Linked DNA regions of Mus musculus: all the other regions are linked to region 5. Evidence: chromatin contacts called from public Hi-C and promoter capture Hi-C data. All regions are on one chromosome and are shown on one strand. The core of a region is the stretch at or near the end of the contact, and the rest is flanking DNA. Distances in the headings are between cores, read along the strand shown. Region 1 holds the start of Septin11 (septin 11). Region 2 holds the start of Nup54 (nucleoporin 54). Region 3 holds the start of Ccng2 (cyclin G2). Region 4 holds the start of 2010109A12Rik (RIKEN cDNA 2010109A12 gene). Region 5 holds the start of Ankrd17 (ankyrin repeat domain 17).

Region 1 (2,700 bases), core at 190-2,689, 2.7 Mb after region 5:
TCTTTCAACACACTCTTCCCTAGGTTCCACCGCCAAGGGTGGAATTCACTCTAGGCAGCTTCTAGCTCCTCACTCACCTACCAGAGCAGCCCAGCATCAGATCAGCTACTGGTGAACCAGTGCTAGTCACTTACCCTCAGCCAAAGACTGGACAGAGAGCATCTGAATCCCGTAGCCAAAAGTGGGTTCCCAGAAACTTGGATGTTTGAAGTCTCAGGTATGACTCTCAGATGCCCGCCCTAGTTCTCCCCCCACGCCCCTGCCCCGTGGGCGCGTTCATGTGGGCTAAATACAGCCCTTCCCTTGCCTCTTCCCCTGCGCTTCAAGTCACCTACTTTCCTCAACTCACGTGAGTAGCTATCCTCACGTGATCGTGGGTCTACCATGCGTGGACACCCACAGCGCATTACACTTCTCCCTGTTAAGCCTATGTCAGATGTATGTACAAGGACCCCGCCATTTCGCCTGCCACTCAGACACTGTAATTATTCCAACATCTGCTGGGGGTGGGGGTGGGGGGAAGTCCTTCTTAGTGGTGGAGGAGCCCTCCCAGTTCCCTGTGCTGTGAGTCGCACCCACTTGTCACCCGCTTCTCGCCTTCGCTGTGCACCACACCCCGCAGCCAGGATTGAGCTTGCACGCCTCCGGGCCCTGGGTCATCCGGTCTGTCTCCGGGATCCAATATCACGTCCACTGACCTCTTCGCACCAGTAACCTCTCCAGTGTGACACGGTGGGAAAAGCTCTGGAGCAAGCTCACAAACGGCTTAATTTTTCCAGCGAGCACTCAAGTTTTTTTAATTAATTAATTAATTTCCCTGTCCCCAGCAGCGGTGGTTGGGTCGTTCACGACTAGGTCCTCTTTTTCTGGAAAAGCGGTCCCCAGCCCGGCCGCACACCACAGCGACGGCTTCCAGCAGCTGGTTTAGTCTCCTTTCTGATGGAAGGCCCAGCAGACCGGCAATTCTTTCCTCGTGGGGCGCGCTCGGCCCTAGTAAGTTACCCACCGCACCTTCTAAGAGGGCTCCTCCGGGTGGGGCGTGTCACCAGGTCAATTTTCCAGAGGTACAACCTCTGCACCCTGCGGTCCCCTAGCCTCCCTGCCCCACCCCATAGCAGCCCCAGGTGCCGGCTCCGCGCAGCGCGTGGCAGCTCGGGGTTGGGACCTCCGCGCCTAGGCTTTTACGCGGACCCCAGCACGTGTTGCAACAGGGGGAGTGTCGGGCAGTGTCCCGGCACAGGACGCTTTAATGGGACGGAAGAAAGCCACAGGAAGGAAGGTGGCTGACTTCAAAGCGTATCATCTTATCAGCTGACCAGGATCACGGTTCACCTGCTGCGTTCGTCTGCTCGGCTGGGGCTGGGGATCTCTCTGCACCCCCGTCCCGGGGCAGCTAATGGTCGAGTCCAGGCGGGAGGCCATGTTGCTGGAATAAAGCGGGCGGGGCGGCGCGGGCGAGCAGATGCGGCTGGAGGCGCGCGGGAGCCGGGCGCGAGCAGGGCGCAGCCGCGAGGGAGGCGCGGGGGAGGCCAGCGGGAGCCGGAGCACCAGCAGCAGCCAGTGTCGGTAAAGAGCAGCCAGAGCCACAGTCGCGATGGCCGTGGCGGTGGGGAGACCGAGTGTGAGTACTGGGGCCTCACTTCTCTAGCGTGCTGATCCCGGGGCGCCGGGTGGTCTCCGCTTCGGGGCGCGTGCGGGTGGAGACTTGCGGGGATCAGGAGGGGGGCTCTGGGTGGTGGCTGTTGGGGGCTGTGGGTGTGTGCATGAATTTGGGCGCGCGTCTGGGGCGGAGGGGAGCTTGGGGAGCCCGCAGGCTCAGAGCCTACCTGATGCAACATTAGATCGCTTTGGCGCGCCCCTGTTTCGGGGATGTGGGAAGAAAAGGACCCTTCTGTGAGGCGCCCTTAGAAGAGATTGCTTGAGCTGCTGCTTTCCCCAGCTACCTCTCTCTCACGGCGCACAAGGCTTAGCTGGTGACAGAGGAGGAAGGCGCTGACTGAGGAGGGTTTCCTCGCGGTTCTCTCGCGCCCTGGGGGCGATCCGGGCATGAGAATTGGGTGCTGAAGCGCTGTGTCACACGGCCGTAGAAGCGGGTCAAAGGGGTGGGATTTCCGTGGTGGTTTACTCCCCCCCCCCCCGGGTGCATTGTGAAATTCCGGACACCCTCAGGCGCCCACCCGGGTGACCCGGGCCCTGCCCAGGATGTGGACAAAGCCCTAGGCACACACACACACACACACACACAAAGTTTTCAAAGGGCTCCCTTTCGGGGTGGGTGGAAGTCCTGAAATACTCTGCGGCTGGCAGGCCGGGGGCGGCAGTAGTGAATACGGGGCTCCGGGAAGAGGAAGGGAGGGTGCGTGCCTGGAGAAGTGTCCCAGCACCCGAAGTCAGAGAGGGGATGCTCTGGGCTGGGGTACGCGCCACGGGCTGTGCCTCTGGGAGTGTAGGCTCTGGGTTTCCAACTCCGGCAGCCAGCTAGAGCGAGTAGGACTTTGAGGATGTAGTTTAGGGTCTGCTCTCTAGCCTAGGGTGAAAAGGAGGGAAGGGGCGGTGGCGGCAGTGGCCGCCTTTCCTTTTTATTGAAAGGAGCCAAGCCCAGTGGGAAAGGCGGAGTCCTCTTCTCTCGGGTTTTCTTTGTCAACGTTCATTGCCCACTTTTGCCTGGTCTGCCCTGGGGGCGACTCCGGGGGAGTCCTT
Region 2 (2,700 bases), core at 128-2,627, 2.1 Mb after region 5:
TGTTTCTCTTGGAAACACAAGGACAATAAGATGAAATCCCAATGAAATATGTATTAAAAAATGAAAAATGACTGCAGGAGTCCAAGAATCCCAGGGAAACGCTTACCTTCTGCTAAAGCTAATGTTTTAAAAAATATTCGGTTCCCAACTTATCATTTGGAAGCTGTGCTCTGTATCATTAAATGAAAATCCAACCAAGGTGCATTCTAATTCTTTAAGGCTTTCCAAAACCCACATCTTTTAAAGCAGCCAAAACTTTAAATATATTTGATTTGATCTTAGGAAATAAACCCCTTTCTTTATTAGACAAGTGCCATTTCTTCCCCCAAACTCTAGGGACATCGGAACATTCTTGGACTCCAGCCCCCATACTCGTTACACACATGACCCCAGTATCTACCTGCACTCGCCAGACTGTTACCAAAATTGAACGGAGTCGCCGAGGTAGTAGAAACACCGAAATTCCCAATATTAAAGTTCACTGCAGGGTTAGCGGTTAATCCGAAACCCCCAAAATTAAACCCACCGGCGGTGGAGTTGGCAGTCTCAAGCCCACCAAATCCTGATAGTCGTGGAGGCAAGAGAAACAAAAATTTGAAAAGGTGAGAGGAGGGAAAGAGAAAAGGAGAAGAAAGAAAGGTAAGAATTACAAGAATCAGCAAGAGGTTTCACAGCGTGAACAAACCTGACCTGCACCGGATCAGGGGAAGAAAGCCAAGGTGCGGACAGACAGAAGGAGCGAAGGGCAGCACGGGCGGGGGCCGAGCATCCCCCCCCCCCGGGCTGGGGAGGGGACAGAGGGAGCTGCGGGCAGCCTGGCTCCAACTTTACCCGTCTGGACCTTGAGGCTGAGACGGACGAGGGGACGCGGGGTCCCGGGAAATGAGAGGGGCGTAGCCTCCGGCCTCTCCTGGGCGGACACCCCAATGGCGGGAAGCACCGCGGCGGCCGAGCCACGCGGGTTGAGCGTGCTGTGCGAGCCCCAGGCTGAGCCTGAGCAGCCCGCGGCCCTCCCACCGCCACCGCCGCCGCCACCACCGCCACCGCCCTCTCCAAATGACTCCAAGGTGTCCCGAGTGCCAGGGCAACCCCGGGACCCCCCAGCCGGACCGATCGGATCGAGGGGGCGGGCCCGAGGCTTTGGTTCCTTGGAGGAAGAAGGTAGGCCCAGGGCTGACTCACCCGCCGGTGCCGCGGTGGCTGTAGAGGTGCCCGAAGTGCCCGAAGGAGCCCCAAAATTGAAAGCCATGTCGCGGGAGCAGCACTTAGATGGCCCCGGGCTCGCGCGGCGCGACGCCCAGTGCCCTCCGCTCTTCTGTCCGGCTGGGAACCGTCAGGCGGTCCGTACCATTAGTTCCGCCTCCTTCCCGGTCTAAGCGGAGCAGGCAGGAACCAAGCAAGGATGGAGTGGGTGGGATGATCGAACGGGAACGCCTACCACCGATCACTTCCGGGGGTGTGTTTGTGGCTTTCACGTGGTGTGGGGCGTCACCACAAAGGGGAAGTGATGAGAAGTTGGACATGGGGTGTTGTATGGTGGCTCTCTGAAGCCACTTTAGAGAAGTGACAGTGTGCAGGGACCGCGTGAAAGTACTGCCCTTACCTCTGAGGAGCGGTCCTTCCCGGAGGAAAGGAGGTTTGAGTAGATAAAGCAGTTGAGAAAGAGGCATTCGAGAGTGATGGAAAGATGATGGCGATGGTGGTAACACGTGTGTTAGCTATGTGGAATGCACGCTAGTAATTGTTTTTGCATATTTTTTTAAACCCCCAGCTGCGTTTCAGACAGTTTACTACTATTGTCATTGACCAAGAAGAAGGGCTGACCTCGATGAAGCAAATGGGCCCACTAACTGGTAAAATCTGTGCCCTGCATCGCACTTCTGGGGAACATTTAATCCTCAACTACACAGAGAAGATTTCTGTCGTTGACTAATTGGCACAGACGAGACAGGAGGACTGAGGATTAGAGTTGCAAAGCAGCATCCCCAAAGTCACTTCGCTGGTTTTTCTCTACTTAGCCCCGATTCTTTTCTCCTTTTAAAAATATTTATTGTACATGGCACTGTGTTACATTAGGACATCTTGATACAAGTTTATGTTGTATTTTGAATATATATTCCTACTCCTAAATTTTCTGTCTTCTCCCTGTCTCTCCCATTAGTTCCCTAGTAATTTTACTTCATTTTCCATGTCATATGATTTATGTGTTTAATTAAACCTAGGAATCATAAATGAATTTTTTTCCTTCTGTGACTGGCTTAATTCACTTAATAATGTTTATCTCCAGTGATATTCAGTTTTGTGCAAATGACAACATAACTTCCTTCTTAGGGCTGAAAACTCTTTTGAGTATATACCATCCTCTGTTTCTGATCCATCCCTCTGTTGTTAGGCAACTAGGTTTGTTAACAATTGTGACTAATGCTTCAGTAGAGATTGATATACATCTATGTGATAGACTAACTTGGAGTCCTTATAGACATAGCTGGGTCATGTGGTAGATCTAATTTTAGTTTTCTCAGGAACCTCTTTGCCCCATTTTGTGTGTGTGTGAGAGAGAGAGAGAGAGCACATGCATGTGTGGGAAGAGTGTATACACACATATGTGCACACGTGCCTGAAGGCCAGAGATTGACATGGGTGTCTTCCTAATTTACTCTTAATTTCTAATACAAGGTCTCTCAATAAATCTAGATCTCA
Region 3 (2,700 bases), core at 89-2,588, 2.9 Mb after region 5:
GCTGTTTAGAATTCATGAAGGCTCTAAGTTACCGATTTGCATGTTTGTTAGGAGGCAGAGATCTGAGGGAATAGAAAGTAAAACAAACAAACAAAACCAAAACAATCTAGGGAATTTTCCTGCCTCCCGACAGATACTCCACTCCGTGTGAAAGTTAGCCCTGCCTAAGGCATCTAGTTGGTTTGGTTTTTGCTCTGCCTTAGGAGAGGTGTCAGCTTAATAACAACGTTAATTATAATAGACAATAAATGATAATTTATGGGCGATCAAGAACCAAGAGGCTGTGGGAGCCTTCATTAAAACCAAAAGCAAACAGTACAACCATAACCTCTAGAAGCACACTTATTAGATATCTATATACCCTCATCAATCTGCAGTTTTTATTGAAAGGTCCCTCCTTTGAACTTTTTATTATGGAAAAAAAATTTCAAGGCACACAAATGCACTCACAATTCTGTAATGCAGTCTCTACTACCCACCGCCCAACTTCAACAAGTCAGCTGTGTAACCAACTAGTTGAATTTAGCTTTTTTTCTTTCCTGAGTCAGATCGATTAAAAAAAAATTATCTCGGTAAGCATCTTGGAATGTTAAGAGCTTGACTGTTTATTGCAAAATACACCGGTGGTACAACTAAGAAGTTCAGGACGCCCTTCTGCACTCCTGGAAACGCTGTTACAGAGTTATGTGACCTCGGATTTTCGGGGTGTGACCAGAGGCGACAGCCTCGGGCCTCGCCTAGACTGAGCTAGAGTTCCTAGGCAGCTGTGGACCCCGGCACGTAACCGAGCACCACAAATGCCACCCACCCAAGCATGCGCAATCCAGACCCCAGAGTTGCTAAGGCCCCGGAAGAAGATAAGAGAGTCGGGATATATTGAGAGCCAATCAGAGGACGCAACAGCCAGTCGGCCAGCCAATCCAGATTCGAGATTAAATCAAGTCCTCAGCAGTCGGCTTGCCCCACCCTTGTCCAATCAGGGAGCCCGCTACTTTGGGCGGACTTTTCAAAACAGCGAAAACAAAACAAATCGGGGGACCTTTAAAAGGTGTGAGGCGTCCAGAAACTGTCTCCTTCCGCTCTCCGATCGGCTCGCTCATCTTTGCTCCCTTCCGGTTCCATTCTGAAATGAGGCTGGAATCCAGATTCCACTCCCTACCATAGATCCTGGCTCCGCAAGGCCAAGAGGAACAGAAGGGGCCAAGAGAGGCTGGGAACTGAGGCTCGGAGCAGGGACTCTTTTTCTCAGATCCACTGGGCGAGCGAGCGAGGATCCCTCCGCGCGCAGTCACGCGCCCCGCCCCTTGGGGGCGTCGCAGACTCAAAACAAAAACAAGGGGTTTGCTCAGCTCCGGAGGCTGCGGCGGAGCCGGGAGGAGGTGGCGGTGCAGGGCGGGCGCTGAGCCCCGCTGAGGAGCAAGATGCAGCCGGGGCTGTGAGGCCGGGCGGCGGCGGGGAGGTCGGATGCGGGTCTCGGGGTGCCGCTGAGGAGGCTGGTCCCTGAGCTCGGAGACGGGTCCGGACGCCCCCGCCGCGCCGGTCCGTGACGCCGGGGCCGACACGGTGAGTGGGCCTCCCGGGTGGCTCTGGGTTTGGTGGCTCCGGGTCTGGATCGCGGTTTGCTTTGATGGTGGAGTCCCCCAGCCGCAGCTGAGGGACTGACAGGGGCTCCAGGGTGTTCTGAGGCTATACGGTGGGTTGACAGCCCCGGGGCTTCGCACCGTTACTGAGCCCAAGTATTAGGCTACTGCTCGCTGCGGGCGTACTGGACTCCCCACTGTCTCCCCAGCATCCCCCAAGCTACTGGGCCGCCCTGTCTCGAGTTGCGGGGCTCGTCAAAGCTGCAGAAGCTGCGGGGGTAGCTTGGAGGTGGGCTCCGCGACGGGCTCCCGGGGCGGGGCTCCGAAGCCGCCTCCTTCCAGTTCTTTGTTCAGTCTCGAGACTCCCCCTCCCTTCTCTCCTATTGTGCAACGCCCCGCCCCAGAACCCGCTTCGGTGGCTTCAGTCTTCCGGTCCCCCGCTTTCCTCTAGGGCCTAGAGTCTAGTTAGAAGTCCCTGCTGTGCTGTCCAGGTGATGCGGACAGTAGGGGACATTACGCTTCTTGGACACTTTTCCTGTACGTCAAACGCTGTCGGCCACAGAGCTGATCAGAACTAGCCCTGGCCAGCGGAGGTGACCGAGATACTGCCCCCCCATGCCACGCCTCCATGTCTTTAGGGGAGGATTCCCCTGAGGCTGGCGGACGTGACCGATCCCCCCCTCACCCGGTTCTGGCTTGCGTGATCTGGGGCGCCCCTAGCTGGAGGGATCGCGGCCAGCTCCTTCTGCTCTCACACCCTACGTATCCGGATTATATTCTTAACCGGCCGCGGTGTATTTGCTGCAGATGAAGGATTTGGGGGCCAAGCACTTGGCAGGTGGCGAAGGGGTTCAGCTTTTCGGATTGTTGAACTTCTACCTGGAACAAGAACAGAGATACCAACCTCGGGAAAAAGGGCTGATCTTGATGGAGGCTACCCCGGAGGTAAATTTGAGAATTGATAGGACTTGGGGGAAGGTGGGAAGGTAACTTTTTGGTTTTCCTCGTACCAAATCAGTACCAAAGGCTAAAAAGTTAAATCCAAAATTGGCCTCACCGTACTAAGAAAAAACGTGAAACGTGAAAGGGTTCTGCTTTTGTTTTTAGTGAATGTGGAAGT
Region 4 (2,700 bases), core at 113-2,612, 2.8 Mb after region 5:
TAGCTGTCCAGAAAGTTTCTAGGTTTACCAGGCTGCTGTTCAAACACTCAATGGCTCTTCACTGACAAAGTGAAACGTAAGTATTTTACTTTGCTATTCTAAGACCTTCAGTTGATCCATTTACCTCGTTGATCTATTTACCTCACACTTTCCACGAATTTACTACACAATGTTCAACTTCTGCCTAAATGACCTGCGGTGGAGCAGGCTAACTCTGCAGAGAGCATTTAGCTCTTGCAAAATTCGGCATTTTTCTGTCCTTTATGATGCAACTCAGTTCCCTCACCTCTCTAGTTTCCTCCACCGGCCCAAGCCCTAGACGACGTTACACTCCCGCGCGCGGTGTGTGGGTGGCGGGGGGGGGGGGGGGTAGGGCAGAGGAAGATAACTATTGGCTTGACATTCACAATACTCTGCCCGGTAAATTATGTTCGGTGGTCACGAGGGATCGGTGGCTTCTGTGGGTGGGGGTGTGTCACCTTCTTTATTAGCACTGGCTCGCGGAGCCTGGAACTGGCACCCCAGTCGGTGACGGGCTGTGGCTACAAGTTACTTGGGGACCAAAAAAAAAAAAAAAAAAGAAAAAAAGGCCGGGCTCAAAGGAAACCCACGCAGCGCTGCCAGAGACGGCGAGGGGGTCCCCGAGGTGCCCAGGAAAGGTTCGCCGAGGGGACCGGTCCTCGGGGGAGCGGCGCGCGCCCCCGCGAGCTCCCACTCCAGCGGCGCGCACGGCGACCGCGCCGCGCCCCCGCCCTCACCTTCTTCTTCTCCTCCTCTTCCTCCTCCTCCTCCTCCCCGGCAGAGCTGTAGGCCTCACAGTGGTGACGCGGGGTCATCCGGGGGCCCGTTACCACCTCATGATCCTCGGCGCGCGGCAGCGGGGCGCGCGGGACCAGGGCCGGGCCGTCTGAGGAGGGAGAAGAGGGCAAACCGGGCCGGCGGGCGCGGGTACTCGGGCGGGACGCACGGCTGCGGCCGAGGGGTCACTCAGCGAACTAGTTCCATGATGACCCTGGGCCCGAGGCCGCCGCCGCCGGTCCCGCTCCTCCGACCGCCGCCGCTGGTGCCCGGGTGAGGAGGGGGCGCCCTCTCGCCATAGGGCGGCGGGGGCCGGGGAGAGGCGCGGGGTGAGGCCGGCTCTGCCCCTGCCCGAGGGAAACGCCTCCGAGGGGAAATGGTGGAAGGGGGGAAGGGGAAAAAAGAAAAGAAAAGGAAGGGGAAAGGGGGAGAAAATAAGAAAAAGCGAGACAGAGGCGCTGGCGCGTCCGCTCGCGGGGGAAGGCTGGGGAGGGAGGAGCGTACGAAAAAGCGCCGGCCGCCTAGCCCCGCCCTCGCGGACTGATTTCGGCCGCGCGTGTCTGTAAACAACGCCAGTGTTCTCGTCTCTTCCTGGCCACCTCCGGTGTCCCACGGACGCATAGGAGAGTTTGAACAAAGACGAACTTCCGTGTCTTATGGACGCACAGGAGAGTTTGAACAAAGACGAGCTTCCGGAGACGACCTGGGGAAGGCGCTGGGACTGGGATGAAAAGGGAAAGTGCATTTTGTGTGCACAAAGAGAAGGAAAGGTGCGCGGACTCTTTTTCCTCGGGCGCGCGGAAGAACCCCCGCCGCCTGTTCGGTGACGTAAGAGGCTTGTTAGCCGAGGAGGCGTGCAGTGGCCGGAGAGTGTGCTGCGCATGCGCCTCTGGAAAGAAAGGAGCCTAGCCTCAGGGAAGGGTTTCTGGGTGAGCGCCTGCGCCCAACCTAGAGTCTCCCAGTGTTTCCCAGCCCAACTTGTCCTTAGCCCTCCTGAACGAATTTATTAGACGTGGATGGAGATCTTTTGTGTAAAGATCACATTCTTTGTTGACCTTACGCAAAATTATGTTGTCCCGTTCCTATTAGTGAGTAAGGACATGCATCTTTTTAACCATCCTGTGGGTGATGGGAGACTGAAGCACTTTAGAATTAAGAAAATTAAGGGGATCATATCCTGCGTGCTTAAGGCTACTTGTAAAAACAGTGGATTAGACTACTGACGGCTTGGCTGTGCGCCAATGGAATTCTAGTCATGAGCCAGTATGTCTAGTATTTCAGGGTCCTGTTTATCACTAACTAGGTCCTTAACGAATGTGAACTAAATGTGTTTTATTTACTTGAGTACTTTTTACTCCAGTTGGTAAATTTTGCAAATCTTACAATGGTTCTACTTATGAAAAGAATGCAGATAGCTTTGGGAAGAAGGGGAGACCTGGAACTTAACCATTTACCTAGTCAAGCATTCATTTTACATCACTGGAAAAAAACAAAAACAAAAACAAAAAAAAAACCCGATCAGGTTTTTACAGAACTGGAATTAGCTTGAAAACAAAAGGCTCCTGTCTTCAAGGAGTTTGCAACTCAGGCACAGAGATACCCATTGATCACTGTATGAAATTACCCAAAAGACTGTTTTACTCTATAGCCATCCCCTCCCCATATGAACTCATGGATGGCCTGGATCTTGTATAGTTTGTTTTATACTGCATTTCTGTATGTGAAAGGCTCTCAGTATTTGATTTCTGACCTCATAAACAAGTGTCAGTAGCAGAAGGATTAAGATGGAAAATTTCAGACCAGTGTGGAAACGCCTTTAACCTGCTCTGGGCTCTCAGTAAAGGTTTCTCTGAGGAAGTGACATTTAAGATGAGTCTTGAAACCACTGGGCAAAGAAAAATA
Region 5 (2,700 bases), core at 110-2,609:
ACTTTACAATAGATAAATAAATAAAGTTAATTAAATAAAAGCGGGGTATGGTTTGATTATTTCTTATTAAGGGAGAACCCGATGGATTATTACACATACACGCAGAGCACCTAACAATTTTTACGTACTAAGTCACTTGTAAACGCATATGGAGGGATAGAAGATCGGCTCATCCATAAATCTTTCACAAATCGAGGAAGCGAAGAGTACTTCAGCAGCCACGAGTTTAGAGAGAGAGAGAGAGAGAGAGAGAGAGAAAGAGAAAAGAAAAAGCCCTGCAGCAAAACAGTATGGAAAAGTACAGCCTCTCACGTGTCTCTCCCAGATACAAATACTTAGCTCCGAGTCCATTACAATCTTACCGCCCCTCCACAACTGCTCCCGGCCACCTTCCACTGACAGAAAACTACCAAGCTCGCAGTCGGTCCCCCGGAGACTCTCCTACCTATTATCTTACCCCTCCCGCTTTAGCTCCGCCCCCGCCCCGGGAATGAGGTGGCCTTACTGGCCCCAGAGAGACCACCCTTCGGCCCCAAAGTGCCACCCGGGAATCCGACCAATCAATCCCTCCACCCTTCACCCTGCGAAGCAGCATCCTCGGCTAGCCAGCTTCTCGGCAACTCCGTGCACTCTCCGGTCCTCCCACCCCCACGTGTCAGCTACCCTCCCCCACGTCCCCACACCTCACGACTCAGGCCGAGCAAAGAAAGGGGGCAGCCGAAAGCCCGGTCCCTCAGGGCAGATCGTAAGCCCCGAGGGCTCGGTCCCACCGCGAGTCCCCTCCCACCTTAGGCCCTCCACGGTCCCTTCCGCCCTCCTCGAGGTGAAACCAGGCCCTTGCCTCAGAAACCTCCTCTTCCTCGTCGTCGTCGTCCTCCTCTTCCTCGCTGTTGTTGCTGCTGGTGCCGCCGCCTCCTCCTCCTCCTCCACCGCCACCGCCGCCGCTGTTGTCGCTGTCGCTGCTGCTTTCGCTGCTGCTCGGGGGTCGGCAAGTCCGGTTCCGCTTGGCCTTGTGGTGCGGCGGCTGCTGCTGCTGCTGTTGCTGCGGTGGCTTCTTCTTCAGGAGCAGGTCGCAGACTCGCACCATCCCACGAGGAGAAGAGGCCGGGCGAGCCCCGCCGCCGACCTCCGCCGCCGCCGCCGCGGGGGGGGCCGCCACTGCCGCCGCCGCCGGGGGACTCCCTTCTCCCTCAGCCGCCGCCGGAACCGTCGCCTTCTCCATCCCCGCGGGAAGAGGGGGTGGGGGACGCGGACGGGGGAGGGGCGTGGGGGGGCTCCGCTCTACCGCGACTTCGGTCGCGCCGGGGCCGACACAGCGCTCCGGGCCGCCGCCGCCGCCACCGCCTCGGTCACCTCTACTGCCGCCGCCGCCGCCGCCGCTCCGCCAGCTCTCACCTCGTCTCGCGATACTAAGGGCGGGGAGCTTGGCGGAGGGAGGGAGAGAGGGAGGGAGGGAAGGGAGGGAGGGAGAGAGAGCGGGAGGGCTGAGGGGGGGCGAGGCGGAGCGCGAACGCCGTGCCCGGGAAAGCCGAGCAGGCGTCCGGAAGGAGCCGCCGGGGGAGTGCGCCTGGAGTGGCTTCCTCTGGGGAGACCGAGTCTGAGCGGGGACCGCAAGCAGGGACCGCGGGCGGGCGGGCGGGCGAGCGAATGAACGAGCGAGCGAGCAAGCGGGCGGGCGAACGAGCGCCTGGGTGGCTTGTCTTCTCCGCGCTACTTCCCCCACACACACAGCCCTGCAGCCCTCCCTCCTTCCTTCCTGGCTTCGTATTAGAACGCAGCCGCAGGCGGAAGCGCGGGTGACGCCATCAGCCGGCGCCGCGGCGGCCGCGCGAGCGCGGAGCCCTGCCTGCCTCTCCCAAGTGCAGACTCCAGGGCCGGGGAGTGGGCTCCCCCGCGAGCGAGCGAGCGATCGAGCGTGCGTGCGTGGGCGCAGGGAAGCAGAGGCAGTGGGATGGCGAGCAGTGGGGCCCGGGCTAAGTCGGGGGCGAGCGCAGAAGCGCGGGGGAAGCTGGGCGAGCGCGAGGCCTGGCCCCTCAGATCCGGGAGGTGGGGCCTCGCCCCGGACCTCCTGGATGGACTTTTCCTGCCTGGCCATTTTCTCCACCGCCTAAGCCAGAGAGCATTGGATCTTCCGAGAGAACTTCGTGAGAGGAGAGAGACTGAAGTCAGGTCCAAAAGAAAACTGTTTCCCCTCCACCATCCCTTGGAGCGATCACGTCCTCACTTAGAAAACTCTTGTCCGAGTTTGAGTCTCGGGTCCTAGGCTTCCTAAATCTGACTATTTTGTACACCTTTGTAATGTGCAGGAACGGAATCTAGTGATTTTTAAGACTATACACTTCCGAAGAGGTGGGTGTGGGAGCTGGGCCATCATCGTATGCATTTCTCGGTCTGGATTCTGAGATCATTTTGAGTACTTAGAAAACTTGCAGACCGATTGAAATGTAGCTTTCTTCTTCAAACAGACGTCTCCAGTGTAGCCCAGGCTAGCCTTGAACTGGCGATCTTCCTGAGATTATATGGGTCTGTACACCACCGTGTCATGTTTATGTAGCTTATTGAACTCAGAATTAGCCATTTCTGGGCTAGTACGAGTAGTGACATAAGGAAAATAAAGCAAACATCAAAGACAGATGTACTGGCACAAGATAAAAAAGTCCCTCAACTGACAAAGTTACCATTTTAAGACTTCTAAGTTTA

The links. A called contact is a pair of places that touch in the nucleus more often than the background predicts. Capture Hi-C pulls out chosen DNA fragments and counts their contacts.
Region 1: a contact with region 5 is called in a Hi-C map of CD4 T cells, with 5 times the contacts expected there. The contact joins the promoter of Septin11 here to the promoter of Ankrd17 in region 5. A contact is called at or near these places in 1 of 39 promoter capture datasets (pre-B cells) and 1 of 484 Hi-C or Micro-C datasets (CD4 T cells).
Region 2: a contact with region 5 is called in a promoter capture Hi-C map of adipose tissue, with 4 times the contacts expected there. The contact joins the promoter of Nup54 here to the promoter of Ankrd17 in region 5. A contact is called at or near these places in 1 of 39 promoter capture datasets (pre-B cells), 5 of 484 Hi-C or Micro-C datasets (B cells, CD8 T cells, muscle stem cells and 2 more), 4 of 115 datasets of contacts at active chromatin or transcription factors (astrocytes, double positive thymocytes, embryonic stem cells and 1 more) and 2 of 9 other capture datasets (adipose tissue and liver).
Region 3: a contact with region 5 is called in a promoter capture Hi-C map of liver, with 5 times the contacts expected there. The contact joins the promoter of Ccng2 here to the promoter of Ankrd17 in region 5. A contact is called at or near these places in 1 of 39 promoter capture datasets (pre-B cells), 2 of 484 Hi-C or Micro-C datasets (both in CD4 T cells), 2 of 115 datasets of contacts at active chromatin or transcription factors (astrocytes and large pre-B cells) and 2 of 9 other capture datasets (adipose tissue and liver).
Region 4: a contact with region 5 is called in a promoter capture Hi-C map of adipose tissue, with 4 times the contacts expected there. The contact joins the promoter of 2010109A12Rik here to the promoter of Ankrd17 in region 5. A contact is called at or near these places in 1 of 39 promoter capture datasets (pre-B cells), 3 of 484 Hi-C or Micro-C datasets (B cells, CD4 T cells and CD8 T cells), 2 of 115 datasets of contacts at active chromatin or transcription factors (large pre-B cells and regulatory T cell precursor) and 2 of 9 other capture datasets (adipose tissue and liver).

Annotation. Positions count from the first base shown.
Region 1 is chr5:93,091,977-93,094,676 of GRCm38.p6, forward strand. Septin11 (septin 11) reads left to right here and starts at 1,440. Exons shown (of 10, transcript NM_001009818.2): 1 at 1,440-1,621. The coding sequence starts at 1,595.
Region 2 is chr5:92,433,822-92,436,521 of GRCm38.p6, forward strand. Nup54 (nucleoporin 54) reads right to left here and starts at 1,378. Exons shown (of 13, transcript NM_001359995.1): 1 at 1,183-1,378; 2 at 401-562. The coding sequence starts at 1,249. Gm42114 (a long non-coding RNA gene) reads left to right here and starts at 790. Exons shown (of 2, transcript XR_880431.3): 1 at 790-1,161; 2 at 1,772-2,248.
Region 3 is chr5:93,266,235-93,268,934 of GRCm38.p6, forward strand. Ccng2 (cyclin G2) reads left to right here and starts at 1,339. Exons shown (of 8, transcript NM_007635.4): 1 at 1,339-1,563; 2 at 2,388-2,525. The coding sequence starts at 2,388.
Region 4 is chr5:93,205,156-93,207,855 of GRCm38.p6, forward strand. 2010109A12Rik (RIKEN cDNA 2010109A12 gene) reads left to right here and starts at 1,363. Exons shown (of 3, transcript NM_029363.1): 1 at 1,363-1,568. The coding sequence starts at 1,525. It overlaps Ccni (cyclin I), which reads right to left and starts at 1,340. Exons shown (of 7, transcript NM_017367.3): 1 at 759-1,340.
Region 5 is chr5:90,364,826-90,367,525 of GRCm38.p6, forward strand. Ankrd17 (ankyrin repeat domain 17) reads right to left here and starts at 1,360. Exons shown (of 34, transcript NM_030886.2): 1 at 842-1,360. The coding sequence starts at 1,222. Gm9958 (predicted gene 9958) reads left to right here and starts at 2,172. Exons shown (of 1, transcript NR_045618.1): 1 at 2,172-2,700.